3 separate regions of the Mus musculus genome follow, and all the other regions are linked to region 2. The links are chromatin contacts, called in public HiChIP or PLAC-seq maps. All regions are on one chromosome and are shown on one strand. Each heading gives the region's core, a stretch centred on a gene start, on an enhancer-like site or on the middle of the called end of the contact. The rest is flanking DNA. Distances are from core to core; before and after follow the strand shown.

Evidence for each region. HiChIP or PLAC-seq counts read pairs in DNA pulled down with a chosen protein or histone mark.
Region 1: an H3K27ac HiChIP or PLAC-seq map of extraembryonic endoderm stem cells shows a contact between it and region 2. The contact joins two enhancer-like sites. A contact is called at or near these places in 2 of 15 datasets of contacts at CTCF or cohesin (both in the NIH/3T3 cell line), 1 of 484 Hi-C or Micro-C datasets (bone marrow-derived macrophages) and 10 of 115 datasets of contacts at active chromatin or transcription factors (bone marrow-derived dendritic cells, embryonic basal ganglia, embryonic brain and 6 more).
Region 3: an H3K27ac HiChIP or PLAC-seq map of extraembryonic endoderm stem cells shows a contact between it and region 2, with 4 times the contacts expected there. The contact joins two enhancer-like sites. A contact is called at or near these places in 4 of 115 datasets of contacts at active chromatin or transcription factors (embryonic basal ganglia, embryonic stem cells, extraembryonic endoderm stem cells and 1 more) and 1 of 9 other capture datasets (embryonic stem cells).

The regions. Positions count from the first base shown.
Region 1 is chr13:97,259,025-97,263,645 of GRCm38.p6, forward strand. No RefSeq gene overlaps it. Among named protein-coding and RNA genes, the nearest start is that of Enc1, 20 kb to the left of the region's middle. Within about 2 kb of position 2,222, at least 23 of the 459 cell types and tissues checked have an H3K27ac peak or open chromatin away from gene starts, as enhancers often do. A contact at or near this core is called in extraembryonic endoderm stem cells, where this site is marked.
Region 2 is chr13:97,965,157-97,970,218 of GRCm38.p6, forward strand. It overlaps Arhgef28 (Rho guanine nucleotide exchange factor (GEF) 28), which reads right to left. Exons shown (of 36, transcript NM_012026.2): 18 at 4,125-4,173; 19 at 2,132-2,276; 20 at 1,931-2,052; 21 at 252-392. Among named protein-coding and RNA genes, the nearest start is that of Gm34388, 74 kb to the left of the region's middle. Within about 2 kb of position 1,490, at least 8 of the 459 cell types and tissues checked have an H3K27ac peak or open chromatin away from gene starts, as enhancers often do. A contact at or near this core is called in extraembryonic endoderm stem cells, where this site is marked.
Region 3 is chr13:97,415,610-97,420,620 of GRCm38.p6, forward strand. No RefSeq gene overlaps it. Among named protein-coding and RNA genes, the nearest start is that of Lncenc1, 17 kb to the right of the region's middle. Within about 2 kb of position 1,857, at least 14 of the 459 cell types and tissues checked have an H3K27ac peak or open chromatin away from gene starts, as enhancers often do. A contact at or near this core is called in extraembryonic endoderm stem cells, where this site is marked.

The DNA.
Region 1 (4,621 bases), core at 972-3,471, 710 kb before region 2:
AACAGAGTCTGGTCCCAGGGAGAGCAAGGCAGAATGTAAGGGCTGTGCGCATCCCCTTGATATCGAGGGAGAGATAGTGCCGTGCCATAGGTGAGGTTGAGTAGCAATGGCCAACATGTCATCAATCACATCCATTAAAAAAAATCTCATTAAAAAACCCCAAAACACTGTGTTCAGAAGGGCTTCAGGATCCCAAATCAGGTCAGCACCATGGGAAGCTGAGATGTAGGCAGGTACCATGTTTGCCTAGCACGGGCAAAGTCCTGGGTTTAACTCTGGAGAAAGAGAAAGCAAAGGACAGCAAGTGCAGATGGCTAAGGAGGAGCCCAGCCAGCAGTCAGAGCATCACAGACAGAGCACACTACAACTCAGTGTCAGAACCCACTCATAGCTTAGGTTAGCGGCAGCGGCATGTCACACCCACTCCTGTAGAGTCTGCGGGACCCCGACTGGGTCTGCCTGCAGCAGCGGGCGGCGGGCAGCGACAGCGATGCAGCGTGTGATCTAGAGTAAGTCCTGCATCGCCCTCCCACCGTGTCTAGCATTCAGCGTTTAGTTATTGCAATATGTTTTGTTTCCTTGGGGCGGAAAGCAACTGCCATAAATACCATGATTTGTGCAACCGTTCATATGTGCCTAGAGATCCGTTTCATCGTTTGGTTGTTTGGTTGGAGAAGACAGCCCAAAAAAGTGAAGGAGTCTGCCGGTGCCAACTAGGAAGGACAGAGGCTCTCTCCAGGAGTTCTGCTCGGGTTGACTAAAGCTGCTGGAGGAAGCAGAGCAGTTAGTTCAATCTTAGTCCGCACTGGCCCGGGCAGCTCCAACATTCAGCGAGGAGGCCCCTTTCATCTTGGGCATCTCTGGGAAGAGGGAACTACTACAGTCAAAGAAATTGCTCCATTAGGTTGGTCCATAGGCAAGTCTGTTTTCCGATGTGAGAGGGCTCAGCCCATCGTGGGTGGTACCATCCCTGGGAAGGTGAAACAGCAGACTGAGCAAGCCGGGAAGGTGAGCCAGTAAGCAGCAGCAGCAGCAGCAGCAGCAGCAGCAGCAGCAGCAGCAGTCCTTCAGGGACCCTGCTCAGTACTTGCCTCCAGGTTCCTGCCTTGAATTACTTCCAGGAAGTCTCGGCACAGTGGGCTAGGACTGTATGCTGCAATTAAACCTTTTTCTCTCTAAGCTGCTCTGGTTATGGTGTTTTATCACGAGAATAGAAAAGTGTCCAAGACAGGCTCGGCGGGGGGGAAAGAGGGGATGGGGTGGCTTACCAAGGCACAGTGACAGGGTGCAGATACCGGGGCCCTTTGCATCCAGCAAACTGGAGAGAGAGAGAAGGCCCTGGGCAGGTTGTGCTCAAGGTATGAGGCCTATGCAACATTTCAGCGGCACTTATCTCTTCTCTAGCCTTCCCTGAGCCAAGTCCAAAGACAGAGGAGTTCTGAAGTTCCTGGGTGGCCACTGTTAGCTAGCTGCCATTCAGTGTCTCCAGCCTCCGAGGCCCTTCCCTTGCTGAGAGCCAGGGGTCTCCTGAAGATACTTGTAGTTGATAGCTCAGGGTCAGAGTAGAAGGAAGCAGCCTGAGGTGAGGCCTGGCAGCTGTAATTGGACCTGGCCCATAGGGATCAGGCGTTTGCCATTTGTTCTACTTTCCCAACACTGTAATGAAACACCGGACAGAAGTGAACCAAGAGAGAGAGAGAGATTTAACTTTTGGCTCACAGACACATGTATGTGCACAGCTCAATAGAAAACTTCAAACTTACTTAAAACACAAGATTAAAAAAATTTTTTTTTTCTTTTTCCTTTTTGTAACTCAATTGCATGAGCCTTTGTGAATGGCAACCCCTCCTTTTGAAGTGTCTGCCAGGAGGTAGATCCCATCACAATGGAGAAGGCACGCTGGCTGCCTCACCCCTGTTAGCAGAGCAATAAGAAAGGAGACAGCAGGGTGACATCCTGGCAGATTAGGAGGCGGAGTCAGGACTTGAAGGAGGGCCGGGCTATAACCCTCAAGCTCCACCCCTGGTGACCTTTGCCTACCAGCCAGACCCCACTTTTGGTTCCACATCCAAACAGTGCCATTAGCTGGGAACCAGATTCTCAAAATGAGCCTGCGGGGGACATACCAGATTCTAACCGTAACACCCTCTATGGCAGACCAAAAGAGGGCAGGTCAGGAAAAAAGAGAGATTTGACCATCTCTTCAGGTTTAGCAAGGCTGAGATAATTCTGCTCACAGGTACACTAGAGCTTGTCAGAGTCTATGCTGGGAAGCTCACAGGATAGAGCTTCCAGGACAGATGCAGCAGAAAGGTACATGCAGCCGTTCCTGCCCAGCAACGCCCCCCCCCCGCCCACCCCCCCACCCCCACCCCCACCCCCCCGGGGAACCACTGGTATTCTCAACACTGCTTTTGTCTTCAGCCTACTTCACAGAGCTCAGACATGTGCAGTGTCCCACAAGCTCTCCCCAGGTTCCCTGGAACTCTTTCCCTCTTCTTCGCATGCTGTTTGTTTATTTATTTTGATAGCGTCCTGGAATTTGATAGCAGGCTGGATTCAGTATAGCCAAGGATCTCCTAGTGGTTTGAATAGGTTTGCCCCCCCCCGTCCCCCCCCCCCCCCCCGTCCCCCTAGACTCATGTGTTTGAATGCTTGGCCATAGGGAGTGGCACTATTAGGAGGCGTGGCTTTATTGCAGCAGATGTGATCTTATTGGAGGAAATGTAGCACCGTGTTGGCGAGCATCGAGGTCTTCCTGTGCTCAAGCCCTGCCCAGTGTGGAATCAGAGTCCCTTCCTGGCTGCTTTCATATCAAGATGTAGAACTCTGGGCTTCTCCAGCACCATGTCTGCCTGCACACTGCTGATGCTCGCCACCCTGAGGATGATGGACTCAACTTTTCAAACTACAGGCTGGCCTCAATTAAATGGCTGCCTTTATAAAAGTTGCCTTGGTCACGGTGTCTCTTCACAGCAATAAAGCCCAAACTAAGACACACCACCTTGAGTTCTAGCTCCTCCTGCCTCTGCCTCTGCCTCTGAAGTGCTGGATGAAATGGGTGTACCCCCATGCCTGCCTGTGTCTTCATTTAAATATCTTCTTATGCCATCTCTGTCTTGCCAACTGCTTCATGGTGGGTGCTAACTCTGAAGGGCTACAACTGAAATCACAATATCTTATGTCCTCAGTTTGGGGCCTAGAGAGTTCTTATGTGGGCATGGTGTGTGTAGTCTTTTTAAAGAAAGAGTTGTAATGGGGATTGGACCCTCTAAGACCCAGTGTGAGCATTTTCCTTCTACAGGAATTCTTTGTTTTCTCTTTTATATTTGTGTATGTGGGGGGAGGGGTATGACTAAAGTTATTTGTTTGTTTGCTTGCTTGTTTATTTGGTGTGTGTATGTGTGTGTTTGCATGTGAGTGTGCGCACACATGTCTCTGTGCATGTAGAGGTCAGAAGCCAACCTCGGCATCAGTCTTTGTCTTCCACCTTGTTGGAAACACAGCTCTTGTTCACTATTGCACAGGCAAGCCCCCTGGCCTGATATCCTTGGGCTTCTCCTTTCTCTGCCGTCCATCTTGCAGTAGGAGCATGAGGTCACAGATGAGCACTGCAGCATCTGATCTTATGTGGGCTCTGGGAACCTGAAACAGGTCCTCACACTTATGCAGCAAGTGCCTTACCTACCGAGCCATCTCTCCGGGCTTGGGGTGACTAAATGTTTAAAAAAAGAAACTTGTAGCATTTGGCGCTGCCCGCTGGAGTAGAGTGATGTGATTGCTCTGTTCACAGCTAAGCTGCAATCCAAGCAGGGTTTTCAGAGCGCTGCGGCCTCTAACCGCTCATAAAAACCTGGCAGTAATTTCAGAACGCATAGCATCTGCTTATTTCATCTTGTTACAAGTCACCTGGGCAAAAGCTCTTCCTAACTCTGTCCCATAAACGAGCTAATATCCAATTAGAATCCGGTGAAAAGCAGTAGCAACCATTCCAATGACAGCCCATGACAAAGCTTAAAAGGCAATGCCACTCCTCCATGGTAATAGGATCAAACCAACATCTATATGTTTGTGGCCAAGCTGGGCTATTTGCTAGTAATGTCTCGCCAGCTCTAGCAGGTAATCACTGAGGAGAAACTGGTCTTTGTTACCTTGAGAGAAAACTCTTTGTCTGGGGGGTTTTCAATAAAAGGATTTCGTAGTCATTTTCTGTGCCTTTAAACATACCATGTTAATGTATCATAGAGATACCTTCCACCTAGTGCATCTGTTTACGATTTACCCATGAAGACCTTTAAGAGATGTTATGAGGGAATACACTGAATGTCTGCCCTTTCTCTCTTTCCATTTATCTTATTTCATTATTTTTTTTTTAAAGACAGAGTCTCGCTGTGTGTTTTGAGTTGGTTTGAAACTGCTGATCCCTCTGCCTCAGCATCCTGAGTCTTAGGATTACAGGTGTACCCACCACACAGCTTCTCTCCTCCCATTTAAAATGGGCTATTATGTCACCCATGAAAAGCACGCTGATTGAAAGGCATTTTGCAAAAATGCTTTTGCAGGGATCTTCCTGCTCTGGAGGCCACGGAGGCTTCCAAATGTCCTTTTCATTTTCCGAATA
Region 2 (5,062 bases), core at 240-2,739:
CAGAGCAGGTTAACTAATTCAGGATTCCAGCAAGGGGCTGAAAGCATGTGACTCGCACAGAGCGGGTTAACTAATTCCTGCTACAGGGAAACAGAAGGTCCATGTCCGGAGGAGTTGCATAGTTTGTCTGAGATCAAAAAGCTGGAAAATGATAAAACCCGGCCCGAACCCAGGTCCAGACAGTGACACTGTCCATGTGTTTCCCCCACAGCCCGCTGCTTCAGCTGCAGGGGCATATTTGAAATGCTCACCAAAAATGACATCTTGTCTTTTGATGACATCCTTCTCCTGCCTACTGCAAAAGGAAGGGTCCACCACGAGACTCCAAGACTCTGCTTCAAACTCCTGAGCATCACTACTGAGGTCGATCCACAGAGAAGAATCCACAACATCTAGAAAAGAAAGGCCGGAAGTCTGTAAAGCACACATCATGAAGAGATCTTCAAGTACCAGGGTTTCAGGCTCAAACCTGCTAAAAGCACAGAAAGGCCCCAGCGAGAACGATACAGTACGGACCCGAATCATCTGAAAACCAGAAAGACAACTGCCGGGAGAGCAAAGAAGAGCGGTCTCCAACAGGAACTGCACGGGGAGGCTGTGGGATTACTGGAGATGCCTTGGTTTGTTTGGGCTCACTCTACTGGCGTTTTCCTTGGTGACCTTCAGAGTCCATGCAATGCTTACAGAGTCCTGACTTCACCCATTTCTTTTGCCTGGGTTATGTTCTACAGTTTACTCAGATCTGAATTTGGACTTGTCCGCTTGATATTACCCAGGACTTGGCAAAACAGAAAGCACAGTGCTAGGCTTGAGTCCCATGAGTACAAACGTTTGAGAAAGAGCTAAACACATGTACACAAACACCTTTCAGGAAAAGAACTACACACACACACACACACACACACACACACACACACACACACACACAAATAAACCTCTCAGGAAAACTAAAGCCTGCTTGCCCCAAACAATCCTCCTTAGAGGTCCCAGCTGGTGGTTGTAAGTATGAGATGACAATAGGCTTTAAAGAGCCAGAAGCTACACCCTACAAAATACACTCCAAAATGCTTTACTTCCCAGAAGTAGCAGGCAAAGGGGTGGGGCCCAGATCACATCTCTCCGAGATCTTAATTAAATATGTACTTGAGGAGTCTGCTCCAGTCTCTCAATAGCTGCGGAATGTTTCCAATGATAATGGCACAGTGCAGTTCATTCTTTTAACTCTATCCACCTCTTAGGAACGTGCTGCTGATAATCTCACTCCTGATCGTGTCCCTCGAGACTAGGTTGTCCTTTCTAACAACTTTTACTGAATTTGTCTTTGACACTTCACACGTGTATAAAAGACATCCTCAGCCCCCTCTCCTCGCTTTCCCCATCCCTTAACCTTCCTAACAAATCACTTTCCCACATTCAGGTATTTCTGAGATCGTTAAGAAAAGGAGACTCTACGTCAAGTAGATGCCATACGACTTCTAAAAGAACAACAGGAAGCTGAAAGGTTGCCTTATAGGTAAAGCGTTTGGTATGTAAGGGTGAGGACCAGAGTTTAGATCCTCCGGAAACCAAGCAAAAGCCAGCCGGGCATGGTGGCCTCCTGTAATCCCAGGACCTGGGAGGCAGAGATAGGCGATGCCCAAGGATAAGCTAGCTGCCTGGATTTATCCAGAATCGATGATCCTGCCTCAATCAATAACACCGAGAGTGATTAAAAAAACAAACAAACACCCAACATCGGTGCCAGGCCTCCACATGTTCTCTTATCCACACATGTATACACTCACACATGTTAACATGCATATACACATGTGTATACCACACACATACATAAACATAAGGAAAAGAATAAAGTAATACATCTTATTTCTTGTGCAGAATACCTCTGTCAGCTAAATGCTCATAGAGACCGAGGATCATACAAACATCTCACCTTCCATCATGAATGACTCCGTGGAAGGAGAAGAGCCCATAGACTGGAACAGCTCATCGGAATGAGACCTGCTTCTCCAGCTGTCACCCTCAGACTCTAACGATGTCACTGCCCTCCTGAAGCTGGGAGAAGTAGGGGGACACTAGTTAGCCCCAGCCACCATCCAGGACCACAAAAGTGAAGCAGCATGCAGAGCCTCACCTTTCCAAAGTGGTGCCGGGGACACTTCTGGACAGTGGATGCACCTGAGCCGCAAATTCCTTCCTTCCAGCTGGCAGTCCGATGGGCATAGAGGAAGAAGGGTGCAAGGAGAGCCCAGGTGCTGGGACGTCTCTGACTGAAGAGCCTGGAATTACAGTAGACACTCCATGTGCTAGCGCAGCATTTACAAGCAAAGAAAGTCAGAGATGTCCAGACAGGTAAACCCTCAAGCAGCCACTTCTACAGTGGTGTGGCCCAGTCTAGAAACCGGTCTGTTGGCCATTTCCTGGCATTTTTCAGATGTCCCTTCCTTTTCTCACCCTTCCAACACCCATGCTGCAGGGCTACTTCCACACCTTCCTTGGAGACTGTGGATGTCTGGGGTGACCCAAGCAAACAGGTGAATGGAATGGGGAAGCAAAGGCCAGCTTTCCCATAAACCACCGCGTGTACTCCTCCAAGCCAGCTTTAAGTAGACGCAAGGTGTTATTAGTTCTGCTGACAAAAATGCATATGGAGTGTGTAAACAAGGATGTCCACCCAGAGAGCAGCTCAGGGGAAAGGAATGATGGTGGGGAGTCTACTCCTTATGGAGCAGGACTCTCAGGCAACAAAGCCCAAAGCCCAGCCTGGCCCTTCTCTCTCATATACTGACAACAAGAGGGCATCGATACATTTACATTTGGTTTGAGCTATAAACAACTCAGGATGCTTCAGCCCCTTTGGATTATAGCTATGGAGTACACAGTGTAGCTATGGAGTACACAGTGTAGCTATGGAGTACACAGTGTAGCTATCGAGTATACCATCTGGACACACAGGGAGAATGTTTACAAAGGTTCCAGGATGTAACAAGGGAATATATCTCTGCTTTAGTCTCATGAATTTCACATAAAGAGGAGGAATAGATGACGTGGAAATGTCTAAATTCTAAGCTTCCGTTTTAGTCACCCGTTTAACCTCACGACAATAAGAAGCATCTCAGAAGTGATTTCAAAAGATGTTTAGGGCCAAAGCAAGGGGCTGAGTGGCAAGAGAGCTCAAACCAACTAGCATAACAACACACCCTATAGCATATCACCATGACTTAGCACACTTAATTGTCACCACCAAAGTGGTTTTCAAGATGTCAGTTATATTTTGATACAGCGTGGAACTTAAAAGTGACCAGGCACTTAAAATACCTGCAACTCAGCATGCAAAGCAACTGAAGAAATACAAGATAACAGAAGAAATGACAAAGTCTCTCACGATAAAGGAAGTGTTTTTCAAACTGAGGATATATTAGCGTGACTGGCTCCTGTGGGTGACACCGGGAAGTGTCAAAGGTAACTGATTGTTTTCAAGAGAAACTATTTAAACCTCGGCAGCATATAATTAAAACAACAACAGAGTCACCAACTTTAAAAATATACAAATAAAACATCAGCATGCTTTACAACTTCTGTATCACACTGAAGGTGCTAATGAGACACCAACCTCACACACTACTAATCCAAGCATAGGGTCTCCGTAACACTGGCCACAGGGACCAGCAAGAATGGACAGATTCCAAAGCCAAGGGCTTCTTTCCCACTAAACATTTTAACTCTTAAGGAGATTTTAGCATGTGAGTACATGCTATTATTATGAAAGCATAAAAATCACATCCATTTAATACAGTGCCTCTGTTTGCCTCAAAATTAGTCAATCAATAGCCTATCCTCCAATAAAAAAGCATTAGAATTGAGACCACCAGGTTACACTGTTTCCATACAATCCCTGTATGATACACAGACCATGCCCTGTATACAGTGCAGAACCTCTAGGGCTGACCTAGACGTTTATATCCTTCTTCACTTCTTTACATAGCTAAAATTTATGTCATGCATATGTTATAAAGAAGAAATAACTGGACCAATGAGAAAACAGCAGCCAGAGGCCGTTTTTCCACGGAAAAAGCCTGGTGCACATTGCACTTGTTTAAGTTCTTGTCATTTCCCACATCACTTACTTCCAAGGATGCTCTGTGGTTTGTTCTTGTTGTATTTCTCTTGGAATTTCTAGTAAAAGAAATATTAGAAACTCATAAATTAAGGTCAAAGCACCATTGGGTTACAAGAATGGACAAGTGGTTTCTTATCTGCTAGGATTATCTGCTTCATATTCATTATCTTATTTGTTTCAAAGAAGAATTCAAAGCAAAAGACAGTAAACAGGACAAAAAGTACAGTGTGATGACAACAAAATGTGCAAGAAGGAACGGGGATGAGCCTAGTGAACACTTGGCACTCATAAGGCTCAGGACAACCAGCATACACAGTGCGTGCACACAGACCCTGAGCATCCAGCATACACAGCGCATGCGCATAGACCCTGAGTACCCAGCATACACAGCGCATGCGCATAGACCCTGGGGGCAAGCGTCCTACTGACACTGCCTTGTTTTTCTTTGTATCTCTGTGGCATCACCTTTTACAACGACACTCAACTGTGTTAGTTAACGCACAGCTCTGTGACAAGGCCCCTCTGCCTCTTCCACACTACAGGAGCATCCTGCTCAAACTTGCACACATTCCACACATGACTGTGGAGTGGCAGTAAAAGGACTGGAATCACAACTGCCTTTACCTTTGTGACCCCATTCCCAATACGCATCCTAGCTCCATGCCTCCAGGTAGGCTCTCAGCCACAGTGGTGCTCCCAGGGAACGTGCTAGAACTATCTCTTCCCCAGGAGCCACCCAGACCTCCAGAATCTGAAAACCTGGGAGGGTTTCTAAAAGTTGAGATTGTTACGGTCTTCCAGATAATTCTGATTGTGGCTATTTGAGAATACTGCCTCACCTGCACGTCTCACAGAACACAAGCGGATCTCCTCTCTATTGTTAAAAGTAAATAGCTAGATAAACAGTCATACACTCTGAGCATGCATTACCACGGCAACAATCCT
Region 3 (5,011 bases), core at 607-3,106, 550 kb before region 2:
GGGGCAGAGGGGAAGAGTTAAATGGAGTTAGTTTCAGTTTCTCAGTTTCTTGTCACCAGGGATGGGCAAACCCAGTAGTGGTCTATGTTTTCAGAAAAATCTTGACTTATTTTTCAAGCATTTTGGGGTTTGGCTAAGTTTTACATGTGTTTTGCCAGCTTTCCTTCCTTAATTATTAATATTAAACCCATGTGCCTGAAGCAGAATGGAAATTTAATAGCCATTTTTATATTTATTTACATCAATGCATCCCTTAGCTGTGTGGAGAAAGGGCTGTTGTATCTTGTAAGTGCCTTTGAAGATAGTTTATAAAAGCTCCTCTTCACAAGATGTCACACTAATTTTACCCCTTCTCTGCCCTCAAAGGCATTTGGCTTTGAGCACGGTGAGGATAGCATCCCAATTCCAAAGCCATGATGCTTGTAGCAGACTCTGAGCACTACAAAGTGAGACCTCGCTGTCTTAATTGCACTGTCTCCAAGGCAGTCCTGTCGGTAAAGCCTTCAACTGCATTTTCAATAAAGCAGATGCTCTTTCAGCAACCATCACTCTCCGCCTCCAGGTCTCACATGCAGTTGCCAGAACCATGGAAAAACAATTGCTATGGCCCATCATTGTCTTTCCAAGCAGAGCACACAGATTGGTTCCAGGCAGCAGGAGACGGGGTAAAGAAAAAAATGTTCATTTCCAAATAAATTATTCTTACCTTCTCATTACCAGCTAACAAATCTCTGTCTCTTTTAGGCAGACATGGTTCTAACGACACGAGAAACACTGATTTAAAGGAACAGGTGTTATTTCGTTAATGACAAAATAATGGTGTTATTTTGGGATAGTCACAAAATGCAATAGTATGCGTAATGGTTTGTCCTGACAGCTGGGGTATACACTAGACTTACGAATGCCAAGGTTGGGGTGGGAAAGGAGAAGTCTTAGTGATGATTAGTGCAATGCAGTTGTTTCCAAAGGGTCTGAAATGTTAAATGAAACAGATACAAACAAGTAAGTGCTTTAGAATTAAATTTTCCTGGGCTGGAGAGATGGCTCTGAGGTTAAGAGCACTGGCTGCTGTTCCAGAGGTCCTGAGTTCAATTCCCAGCAACCATATGGTGGCTTACATCCATCTGTAATGGGATCCATTGCCCTCTCCTGGTGTCTGAAGACATCTACAGTGTACTCACATATATAAAATAAATAAATCTTAAAAAAATTTAAATTGCCCTTCATTGTTCAAAGTAATTTTCTAACAGAAAACATTGCATTTTAATGAGTTTTGTCTTGGTGGTAGAAAGTTACTAAAAAAAAAACAAAACAGATATCTGATTATAATGTGCAAAGTTCTTTATCTTAGAAGGTCTATGGCTTATCATTTTTAACTAAATACTTTACTTTGAGATAGTTACATCTGTACATCCAATTCGAAGAAATGGTATGGTAACCCATGCTTTTCTCTCTCTCTCTCTCTCTCTCTCTCTCTCTCTCTCTCTCTCTCTCTCTGTCTGTCTCTCTCTGTCTCTCTCTCTCTCTCTCTCTCCTTTTTTTAACAGTAAAAAGTGTAGCACAATATCATGGCCAAGATAAGAACACAGTCAAAGATGTGCCCTTCCTCTCCCACAAGCATTCCTTGTGGTTCCTTTCTATCACCACACCCATGTCGTCCCACCCTCAGCCCTCCACACTCCATGGGGTCACAGCTAGGATGCTGGTGTGAGACTCCCACTCTGTTTGGCTTCCCTGAGACCTACTGCTGGGTGGGGAGATAGCGGTGCTTTGTTCTTCCTGAGAACCCAAGAGTTCTTAGCAAGAGAAGAGAAATAGCTGGCTATCACTGTTGACAGTGGTCATGATAAACACCCCCAGATCTTCCAGAACAACATGACATCATCCAACTGGGGAGAGATGGAAGTTCACGCTTCTAACTCCATCTCTCTATCTGGATGTGGGTGTGGGGCTTAATATACCTCAGTAGGAACAGCAGTGCAGGCTCCCTCCTTGGTGCCTGGGTACATCCTCTAGAAAGGTAAATATCATGGCTCCATCTCCCATGCCTGACCCAGTGACGTAGGGTCATAACTTTTCTGTGGTTGGCTCCAAAGGAGAGGCTGCTGTCTAGCAGTTTACTATAATACTGCTCTGTCCTTTTCCTGGTCTTTGGTTTAAAGGGATTGGGTGTTTTTTGGAACTCATTTTCCCTTCCTTGTTGAATGCTGGCTGGTATTATACTTGTCCAGCTTCCCCCACTTCATGTCAAGGATGTTTGAAGAAGAAAAAAAAAAAACAACCAAGGAAGTCAGTCACTCTTTGTTCTTCCACTCCCCCCATCCACCCACCCACCCACTACGGCTCCCCATGACTTCTTCAAGCTCTGTTTCTTCTGTCTGTGAGATCAAGATTCCTTTAAGCTTTGTTGGAGGAAGAGGGCACCGGCTGTCTACTCCCCCTTCCCATTTTCACATCAAACCTGGGACAGGAGAGCTGAAACTGGTGTCAGAGGAGAAAGTCATTTTTGTGATTTCTATGCACCAAGAAAGGCAAATTTTTGTTTTGTTCTTAAGCATGATTTTCGCCTTGAGCCAAACATTCACTGCGACTCTTCCTGCCTTCTCAAGTCCTTCCACAGCTTCAGGGCATCCCACGTTTCACTTCCCACCAAGGCTGGTCCTGTAGCAGTGAGTTTCATCCTGCTCTTCCAGAAGAAAACCCTGGAAGGCAATGTCACAGCCCCTGGGAATGCTCGTATTTCTGACAGCTCCAGTTTCTTCCACTGTTTCCCCTTACTCTTTGCAGATATTACAGCTCATCAGCGATCTTGTTTTATCCTCCAGAAGAGCAGAAAGTTTTGTATCAGTGCGTGTGTACCATGAATAAGATTTGGGGTTTGTTAAAAAATGGTTCTGCCCACCAAAGTTCTATTTTAAACACTGATCTTCCTTCTTCTTTTTAAATGATGTTAACTTTGCCTTGAAAACCCCGAGCTTGTGTTTTCCCACACAAGACACACGTGCAGAGGCTCCAACCTGAAAATTGGCTCTTAGCATCCATGTTTTATTGAGCCAATAAATTGTGAATTTAACATGTTAGCCAAATCGAACGCCAAGTGTTTCATTTCAGACCTTAGTGTCCATATGGACAGGACTTTAAATCTACTTCTTGTGCACCTGGAGCTTGTTAGATGTTTATAGTTTGCATAGAGCCACATGTCAGTGGCACCTCTGGTCTGTAGAGGGATCCAGAAGAACGGTGCACTCATCTGCTTGCTTCCAGGAGGCAAGAACATGCCCCCGAGGACCAGGCTTCCACCGATTTGATCTATGTGAGAAAGGCCATGGATGGAGAGGTTGCTTGGGTTGATACTTGCATGTTTTCTCATAATTCATCCCCATAACACGAGTGATACGCTCACAAAGGCGTAAAATGTTCTGTGATGGGCATATCAGCAGATTCCCTGGAGGAGAGCACAGGCCAATAGAATTTCTGTGATGATGGATCTCTGCTGCTCAGTATGCAGCCGCCAGCCATGCATGTGTGGCTGCTAAACATTTAAAATAAGGCCAGTGCAATGAAAATATTGACTTTTTAAAAAAAATGTAGTATTAGTTAGGACATTCCATTTGTGTAAGCACATGTGGGTATTACTCACTGTTGATAATAGCCTGGTGATAAGACTGAGTGAGATGTGAAGAAATATCAAGAATTGGTTCCCCTTTCCACCCATAACTCCCCAGAGCAACGACATTTTACTCCATCCTGCTATCTCCTCACCACTTACTCCTGAACAATAAGTGAAGCATTGGTCTGGTAGAGCCTTGCGATAACTATGTAATGCTCAGGACCACAGCACTCCAAGTCTTTCTCCCAGGTCAAAATGACCTATTAAAATTCATTTTTTGTCTCAATAAACCCCCCAAACTATTGATTCTGTCAGTCCTTGGCTTCAATACCATCCTGGCTGTGATGAGATACTTCACCTTCCTGAGTCTCAATTTCTCCCTATAGAAAGTGGAATTAAAATCCATGCGTATGAATAACGCCATTGATGGATTCCTCCCACCTCTCCTTTGAGACAAAGTTCCTCTGTGTAGCCCTGGCTATCCTAGAACTCAGACCTGTAGATCAGACTGGCCTCGAACTCACAGAGATCTTCCTGACGCTGCCTCCCTTGTGCTGGCACTAAAGGCATGTATCTGCCCAACCATTGATCTCTTTATATACACGTGCTCTTAAATGATCAAGAGGAACACGTATTTCGAATCTCACTTGAAAGCTGTCATCCTTCAGACAAGCCACTGGTCTCTACAAAATTCTTGCTCAAAATCCAGGCTCCTGGAAGCCTTTCCTAGTGACCATGCCCCTGCATCACCTCTGAATGTGAAGAAGTTGGATGTTCCAAGGACTGAGTGTATTTGTAGTGATAATAGAATACATACAGGAGCCTTTGAAATGTCTTAAAATTATGTGATCTGCCCCACAACAAGCTAAATAAAATGGTTTACAATGGCACAGGATTGAAAATCGTGTGCTAAACACTCCCAATAAAACAAAAAATTAAGCTAGCAAGAAGAATAATTTCAAGATGGTCTTTATAGACTTCTAATACTATGTTAGGGAGATTTCTATTAGCAAAAGAACATCGAAACTGGAATAAAGAAGCAGTATAAAATAAAATTCACCTGTGATAGTTGTTTTTTTGTTTTATTTTGTTTTTTATGCCTGTTTAACTGGGAGTCAGCTTTCAGGTGCTCAATCCAATATTCTGTGAGTTTTAGGTGAGGCTTACATTTAAGTTACTGCGCTTTGAGCAGAGAAGAATAGTATAAATGATTACAGTCCCTAATGTGTGGAAAGCTTAGCTGGAACTGAAGGGTAAGCTAGAGAATTCCCTAGTAGACAGCTTTCAGGCTTCATGTACCAGACCTGCTCTTTCTGGTCCCATAGTGCATCACCGTTTTGGGGTTCAAGTTGTTCCTGTTTCCTGAGTATTTAGCCTGAGGCTTCCCCCCACCCCACCCAC